Regions from separate parts of the Lactuca sativa genome. Here region 2 is linked to region 1. Evidence: chromatin contacts called from public Hi-C data. All regions are on one chromosome and are shown on one strand. Each heading gives the region's core, a stretch centred on a gene start, on an enhancer-like site or on the middle of the called end of the contact. The rest is flanking DNA. Distances are from core to core; before and after follow the strand shown.

Evidence for each region. A called contact is a pair of places that touch in the nucleus more often than the background predicts.
Region 2: a contact with region 1 is called in a Hi-C map of leaf, with 9 times the contacts expected there. The contact joins the promoter of LOC111888018 here to the promoter of LOC111889260 in region 1. A contact is called at or near these places in 2 of 4 Hi-C or Micro-C datasets (both in leaf).

What each region holds. Positions count from the first base shown.
Region 1 is chr8:125,892,985-125,897,024 of Lsat_Salinas_v11, forward strand. LOC111889260 (40S ribosomal protein S27-2) reads right to left here and starts at 1,350. Exons shown (of 4, transcript XM_023885394.3): 1 at 1,192-1,350; 2 at 1,001-1,102; 3 at 892-920; 4 at 475-807. The coding sequence starts at 1,194. The coding sequence ends at 681.
Region 2 is chr8:126,161,485-126,165,478 of Lsat_Salinas_v11, forward strand. It overlaps LOC111888018, which reads left to right and starts at 2,569. Exons shown (of 10, transcript XM_023884135.2): 1 at 2,569-3,129; 2 at 3,193-3,994. The coding sequence starts at 2,742.

The DNA of each region.
Region 1 (4,040 bases), core at 100-2,599:
TCTCGAGTTCTAGTCTTCTCACATTTCTTTTCATTTCTTACAATAAGAAAATGGCATGTGCATACAAGTTGTGTTTTCTTCTCATAATTCTTTCATTTCCTTTTGTAAGACGTTGGCACTCAGACTAACCCAAACCCAGGGGCCGTTCGTGTAATTTACAATAATTCTTTTGATTTTACAATTATCTTTTCCAGTCACAATGGCACAAAAAATACATGTTTTTCACCTTGGAAATGATGTATATTGTATCATTGAAAATACAGTACTGACCACAATGATTGGCTTATTGCATAAAGCCATACATAAAACATGACTTATTTTATTAAGATCAACACTTGAATCATACATATGAAGTCGTGAACCACGATTTCTATCTCTAAATTTAACTCATGAAACAAGATAGACAATAACATAGTCAAAGAAATATTGAAATGCCTCACAATTAACAAAACAAAAGCTTGTCTGAGGAAGGAATCAAGAAACAAAACGAGGATATCTTATAGAAACAAACGATAATATAAAAAATTCCAAAACTTCATCACCAATTACAGAAATAAGTTATCAATCAAGCTATAGCAAGTTTTGTGATCTCACAAATCTAACATAAAAACCTATCATAAAGATTTTCGTAACCCAAATAGTTTCTGATTATCCATAATAAAGCAAAACCGTTTCCATGATCAATCACCCTTCCGCCGGAAAGAGCATCCTTCAGTTAGTCTGGCACGACCACCGGTCGGCTGGCACAACACCGTCTGACAGTTTCCACATACCACCACGGTTTGGGAGTGGCTAAATACAGTTGTGCTGTGCACACCAACATCAAAAGAGATCAAAAAGGGGTAAACACGAATTGAAAGAAAATACAACAAAAATAAGATTAAAACTCACATGTTGAAACAACCCTGGCACTTCACGTCCTGTAATTGCAAAATTATAAGTTGTTAGATACAAATTAGGGTTTTGTATAGAAAAAAAAAAGTAAAAGAAGCCTAGATACCATGAAGAAAGAGTTTGGTGACTGGACCAGACGTTTCAACTTATGCATCTTCTTCTCCAACTCAGCTGGAGGGTTAAGCAGATCGAAATCGTTTGACAGACCCTATAATGTTCGATAAATCCATTATCACACATACACACATATTGCATTTAGCATCAGATTATGATAGAATTGTGAAACGAGAAACTCACCATGTTGGTTCGAACGTATCAACAGTTAACGGATATTGGAGATCGAAGATTGCAACTCCGAATTACAGCAGTTTCTTTCCTAAACCCTAAACGATGCTGCACACTCTACATATAATATGACGTTAGATCAATTGTGTTTGATTTCAGACCGTTGATCTAGGGTAAGGCCCGTTCGCAAAACTGGGCTGGGAAGCGGAAACAATCTATAGCCCATAACCAAAACCAGAAAACCAATAATGGTATTGGGTATCCATTTTTAAGTTTTGTATAGTTTCCTTACATTCAAATATATAATCCATTTGAAAACTTCCGTTTGATATATTTAAATTTTTTATATAAATAAAAAAAAAGTCATAAAAAACAATTGTCGATTGTAAGTAATTATGAATTAATTTGTTAAGCAAAATAAACATAATAATGTTATTATGATATGATTTTGTATTTTCAAATTTTGAATTGAATTTGATTTGTTATCAAAAAATAAAATAATAAAAATCATATAAAAATGTCACATGTCAAAAAGACATTCTAAAAAACTGACACATGTCATTTTTAGGTTTCATTTATTAGAAGAGATAGATTCGATATCATAAAAGGTTGGGTATACGGTTAGAAGTATTTTATTTGGTCCTTGTTTCTCTAATATTATTTTTGAGTCAGATTTATGATTGTATATGATTCAGACGGGCATTGACTCAATCAAAAGCCAATCAGTAACAACCTTTATTAATTGATATGAAATTCAACAAAGTTTTTATTTATTTATTTATTATTATTATTATTATACACCACAAAATTCAACAAACCCCTTTTAAAAATATATGAATTTCAACAAGTCGATATATTATAAAGTTATTAGATTATACTTGTATAAATTCCAACATTTGTATCTTTTTCTTCATAAAATCTTTTGTGACATTGATCCTAATACCAATTTTCATCAAATTCAAATTAGTATTTATTGAAGTTTATAATCAACGAAATCAAAAACTAAAATCATTGTATTAGTGCTCGTAAACAAAGTAAAAGGCAAACAAAATATAATTTAAACAAATTAAGAGGCTGTTTGGCAAAATCTGAATTTATAAGATGTTTGAATTTCTAAGAGGGTCTGAATTTTTAAGATATGAATTTTAAATTACTGTTTGGTTGGAACCTCTGAATTATAGTGTTGAATTATAGAAATGACCGTTTTGCCCTTTTGTATTATTTTTGCTAAATTCAATGTTTTTGTTTATAAAATAACCAAATCAACTTCTTGAATAATTATGTAGAAAAATAAATAAAAAATCCAAATTAAATAAATCAAAATTAAACATCAATCCAAATCAAACTTAAATGTATGAGTAATTAATTATTAATTTATGTACAAATCTATAATTCTATCTAGCCATGCATCTAATTACATACAAACATAAAATCTTCACAAGTGGAATTCCAGTCCATTCCAACGCCAATTCATTCTCGTTAACCCCTTCAATTATAACATTGGGAAAGTATGTTCTCATCCTTTCTCCCATTTCTGTAACCAGTGAAACCACACCTTAAAAACATATGTGATAAAATCCGTCAAACTGGAAACATGATTTTAAACCATCATCTTACCCATTAATCACTAATCATAACCCAAATTTTTTCAAAAAAAAAGACCCAAATGAACAAACAACCCATAACAAGTGAATTCAACAAATGAACTCAATTTCAACAAATTAATTCAATTTCAACTATACATCCACAAATATTTCAATTTCATAATTACATTTCAGCAAATGAATTCAACAATAATTCATCACATAACAAAATACAGCACAATAAAGAACTACAAACACATTCTCAGCAAATGAACACATAATCCAGCAAGATCAAGAATCATATTTCAGCACAAATCAACAAGATTCAACAATAGATTTCAGCTATACATACACATATATCAACAAAAAAGAACAAATTAGAACAAAGAGCACATTTTCAACAATATTGTTCAACAAATAAACACAGAGATGAACGAGTGCTCCAGTTACAGATGTCAGACATCGATTCAACAAATAAACACAGAGATGAAGGAAGGAAGAAATTCACAAAATTTGCGCTACAAGTTGCAAATCACAGTTACATAGAGGTTGCAATATCTATAACACAGAGAAATCGAGCAAATTACCTTTGATTCAAACAAACATACTTAAGATTCTGCATATAACTCGATCTGTGAATTCTCACCAATTTTAGAGAGAGAAGGATGGGGTGGGTGCCGATTGGATTCTGGGAACAGAAAAGAACTAAACACAAAAAAGGGGATGCATCAATTTCGTACCTGAATAATAGAGGGGATCGGAGGACGACGGGGGAGGCGATGCAGTATGGGATCGACGATGCGAGGAGGTGTTGGAGGGTAGCGATGACCAAAAAAGGGGTTGTGACTGGTGTCGGAAGTAGAGGCGATTGTGGGAGGCGAGGAAGAGATGAACTAGTGTGGGAGGGCACGAGGATAAGCACATCCTTTTTTTTTCAGATGCCCTTTTAAATCTAACCGAATCAGATGCATTTTTAATTTTCATATCGTTTTTTAAGAGCTAAACAAACAATCTGAATCCTTAAGGTTCAGACATAGCCACTTTTAAGAGGCATTAAGTGGTAAACAAACAACCCCTAAAATCATATTGAAATAATTATATTTTAAAACAAATTAAAAAACAACTAAAATATAAACAAAATAACGAATTTAAAATTTAAACAATACAATAGTTAAATAAATATTCATAAGGACGACACGTCAACATCACATGGAAATAACTAAACAAATTTTGTTATACTAGGTGTTACATTGCACCACATATGATTTAATTCGGTTT
Region 2 (3,994 bases), core at 1,319-3,818, 270 kb after region 1:
ATGAATGATTTCATTTTAGATCTTTGTCTCTTGGGTTTATGATTTCCGTTCATAACTTTTAGAAGAGTTTGTTCGTTCATAGCTTTCAGATTAATAACTAAACTTGAGAACCCGAGAACTCGATCTGATTTTGTTCGTGCGTTTTCATCAGATATGGAGTTCATAAATTTATTTTTGAATGTGTTCAACTGAAAACCAATCAACATATTTGATTTTTTTGTGTGTGTATTCATCAAATATGGGGTTCATGAATGCGTGTGTGCATGGGCGGAACACGAGCATTAGAATAGGAGGGACCGGATAATATATAACGCATCTAGAAATAAATTAATTTGTATGACAAATTATAATATACATAAAATTTATTAATGTTAAGATAATTAAAATATAGGTTTTTGATAATAATATGAGAAAAAATATATTTTATAATTGTTTTTTGAAAGTCTTTATATTATGATTTTTTATTCTAACAAAACCTATTAATTTGCTTCTGTTTTTGTTTATCTCCAAACAATTTAATAATCGAAAAGATGAGTACATCAAAATTAAAAAGCATGAATTATTTATTAAATCACATGTCATAATCCTAATGAACAATCGAAAAGATGAGTACATCAAAATTAAAAAGCATGAATTATTTATTAAATCACATGTCATAATCCTAATGAACATAGACGATTACAACCTAAAAATAAACAAACTTAATAATCTCATAGTTTATTTATTTCCAAACAAATTTATAATCTAGAAGGCAGTCCAATAAAATCAAAAGTTTATATCAGCTAACAGCTAACGAGTAAATAAGTAAATATATTAATTGAATATATACATGTTTGGGGAAGGTATTAGGCCAATACTCTAAGTCTTTCTTATGTTCCCAAAGCTTTTTGCATATAGAAAGAGAAAAATGGTAGCTTCAAAACAGAAACAAGAAATATCAATTTCATATAAAAAACACACTCTAAAAGAAAGAAATAGAGATATGGCTAGAGTGAGTGAATATGCAAGAATTAGTTGATAGTAGGACATACATCGATCCACAAGGCCGACTGGCAAGACCTTAGTGACTTCGACTTCAACCGGTGATGGGAGGGACAATTTCCGTCAAACAATATTGTCGCCGTCGAACGAGTGACAACAAGAACCCTAGGCGGTGACTAGAGACAAAGTCCATATGTTAGGTTTTCTGAGTTTATAAAGGTTTGAGATTTGGTTTTAAAATTTTTCTAGATTATATAGAAATTTTGGTAGATTCCAAAATTTGTTAGGATTTTTATTTTTGGGCAAATGTCATAAAAACCCTCAAGTGTTTAGGGTTTTGTCGGTTTTGCCCAAAGTTGAATTATATGTCCGTTTTTACCCTAACATTTTCCAAAAAATGTTCGGTTTTACCCTTTTACCGGTGATAACAGGTTACCATTATATTAACTTCGCAAAAAAAACCCTTAAGTTTACAGTTTTATTTACGTTTTTACCCTTAAGTTTATAATTTACACTTTTACCCTATGTATTTTTTTTTTCATATTATACGTATTCAAGCAGAAAAATCATATGAATATGTATATTATGAAAAAAATATACTTAGGATAAAAGTGTAAAAAAATTTATAAACTTAAGGGTAAAAACGCAAAAAAAGATAAATTTAAGGGTTTTTTTTTGCGAATTTAATATAATGGTAACCTGGAAAACCTGTTATCACCGGTAAAAGGGTAAAACCGAACATTTTTTCGAAAATGTTTGGGTAAAAACGGACATAAATTTCAACTTTGGGCAAAACCGACAAAACCCTGAAAACTTGATAATTTTTATGACATTAACCCTTTATTTTTTTATAAGAATTCGATGTTACAGAAATTCCAATAATACCTCAACTATTGTTATGATTTGCTAAAACTTTGTTTTTATAGTTCGGATTGGTTTTCATTTTATGATTTGGCTTTGAAATTCTGAAAATTTAGTTTATATTCCTCTTATGATGTTAAATGTTATGCCAAAAACCTGGGAGGCCATGGCCTCCTGGCCCTTAAAGGATCCGCCAATGTGTGTGTGTTCATGAGTTTTTGAGTGTTTAACTAGAGATTTGATCGAAAAATTCATCTTTAGCCGAAAAACTCATTTTTAAACTGGAAAACCTACACCAACAAGTAATAATGAGGTAACGTGGACACCTCAAACAAATTCCGGATGTAAACGTGTAATGTAAAAAAAAAAGTGACACATAGAACTATCCTAAACGTAGTAAATAGTTTTACATTTACCATAATACAGTTTTAAGTATAAACAAATCTGATTCCTTTGTCCAAATCTAATTGATTTCAACCCTAAAATTGAAAAATACAAATCAAAGTAAATTTATTGAACACTGGGAAATGGATTGGAACAATTCTTCTTTGAATTATAATTATGAATCAAAATAATCAGATGATTAAAATGAGTATGTTAAAAACTTGATAATTGTTTTGTGTATATTTACGATGTTTTAATTAGTAAATATCGAAAATGGTTATAGAAGTAATTCGAAAACATTTGTAAATTATAATGCCTCTCGATAACCCTCGAATTCCCTCCTTTTACTTTCTTTAAAACAGAGCGAGTATTGGTAGCTATTCAATTGTTCAGGTGGGGAAAAGAAGAAAAGCTAAACTCAGATTAACTCACCGCCCATCGCTTCAACCTCGCCACCGGCGGCGGCGCACCGATTGATTTTTTTCGTTTACTTTCGAGATCGTAGCATTATTTCCATGTCACCGGCAGTCGAAGATTTTTTATCCCCATCATCGTCCTCCACACAGCGTTCGTATTTCCAGAACCCTAACCCTAGCGCTCAGGGACATTTTACTGATTCAGGTATATTCAATAATAGTTTCAATCTCATGAATTCTAGTAAACTTGACTTTGATTGTTCAAATGACGCGGCGGCAGCGGAAGCGACCACTGTTCGTTCTTCGAGGAGGAAACACGTAAAAGTGAAGAAACAATCAAGCTGTAACGGTCCAGTGAGTAAAAAATCTGATAATAGTACACGTGATACTACTGGTTTCGTGTTCAATGCGACTACTAGTGGTTCAGTGTTAAGCTCGAGTTTAGGGAAAACGGGATGTGATGGGAATGATGAACGACAGCGTGACGGTGAGGTTTTGGATTTTAATCTAATGCGGTTTACCATGGGAGTTACTAATAATAATCAATTAGGAAACAAGATGGGTGCAGAAAAGGTACAGAAGAGTGGAAATAATTTTCAGTCTGGTGATTTAAATTTTGTTTTTGGAGCTGATGATGAAATGGGGGACAATAGAAAAGCTAGTGAAAGAGGCTCTAATAAGTTTGGAAAACTTAATGGTGTGGATATTTTGTTTGGTGCGAATATGAATAATGGTGTACTGAACTCGAATTCAAGCAATATTGGGCATGAACATGGGCGTGAAGGTGTAGGATTGCATCTAGATGATAGTGAATCTAGTGGAACAGTTAGAAGCTCAGGTATTGATGGGTTTATGAAGGTCAATAACTTCAAAACTATGCCTGATTTCCATCTGGTCAATTCAATGTCATTCTTAAATTTGGGATCAAAAGGATCAGGTGAAGCTGCACCCTCGATGAATAGCAACCTAAAGACAGAGGAGAACAATACATCAGATAGCAAAAAATTTGAAAATCTGGGATTTGTGTTTTCTGCCAATCATAGAGATTTTCAGACAGATTCGAGTATTGGAAAACAAAAATCCAAAGAGAAGGTTGACAAGTTAGCACCTGAAAGTGCTAATAGGAATGTAGATAGTGGAGTAATATTTGGAAACAACAAAGTCAATGGAATCTTTCATATTGGAACTCATAATGAAAAAAAATCCAGCTTCAAGGGAAACATGAAAGTTGATGATGAAACGAACATTATGAAGAGTCAAGGAGCAGGAAGCTCTGATCACTTAAAGAAGCAAGGGGATAATGTAGATTCTGTTCTTGATGGTAATTCCACTTTTGTTTTTGGAAGTAATTT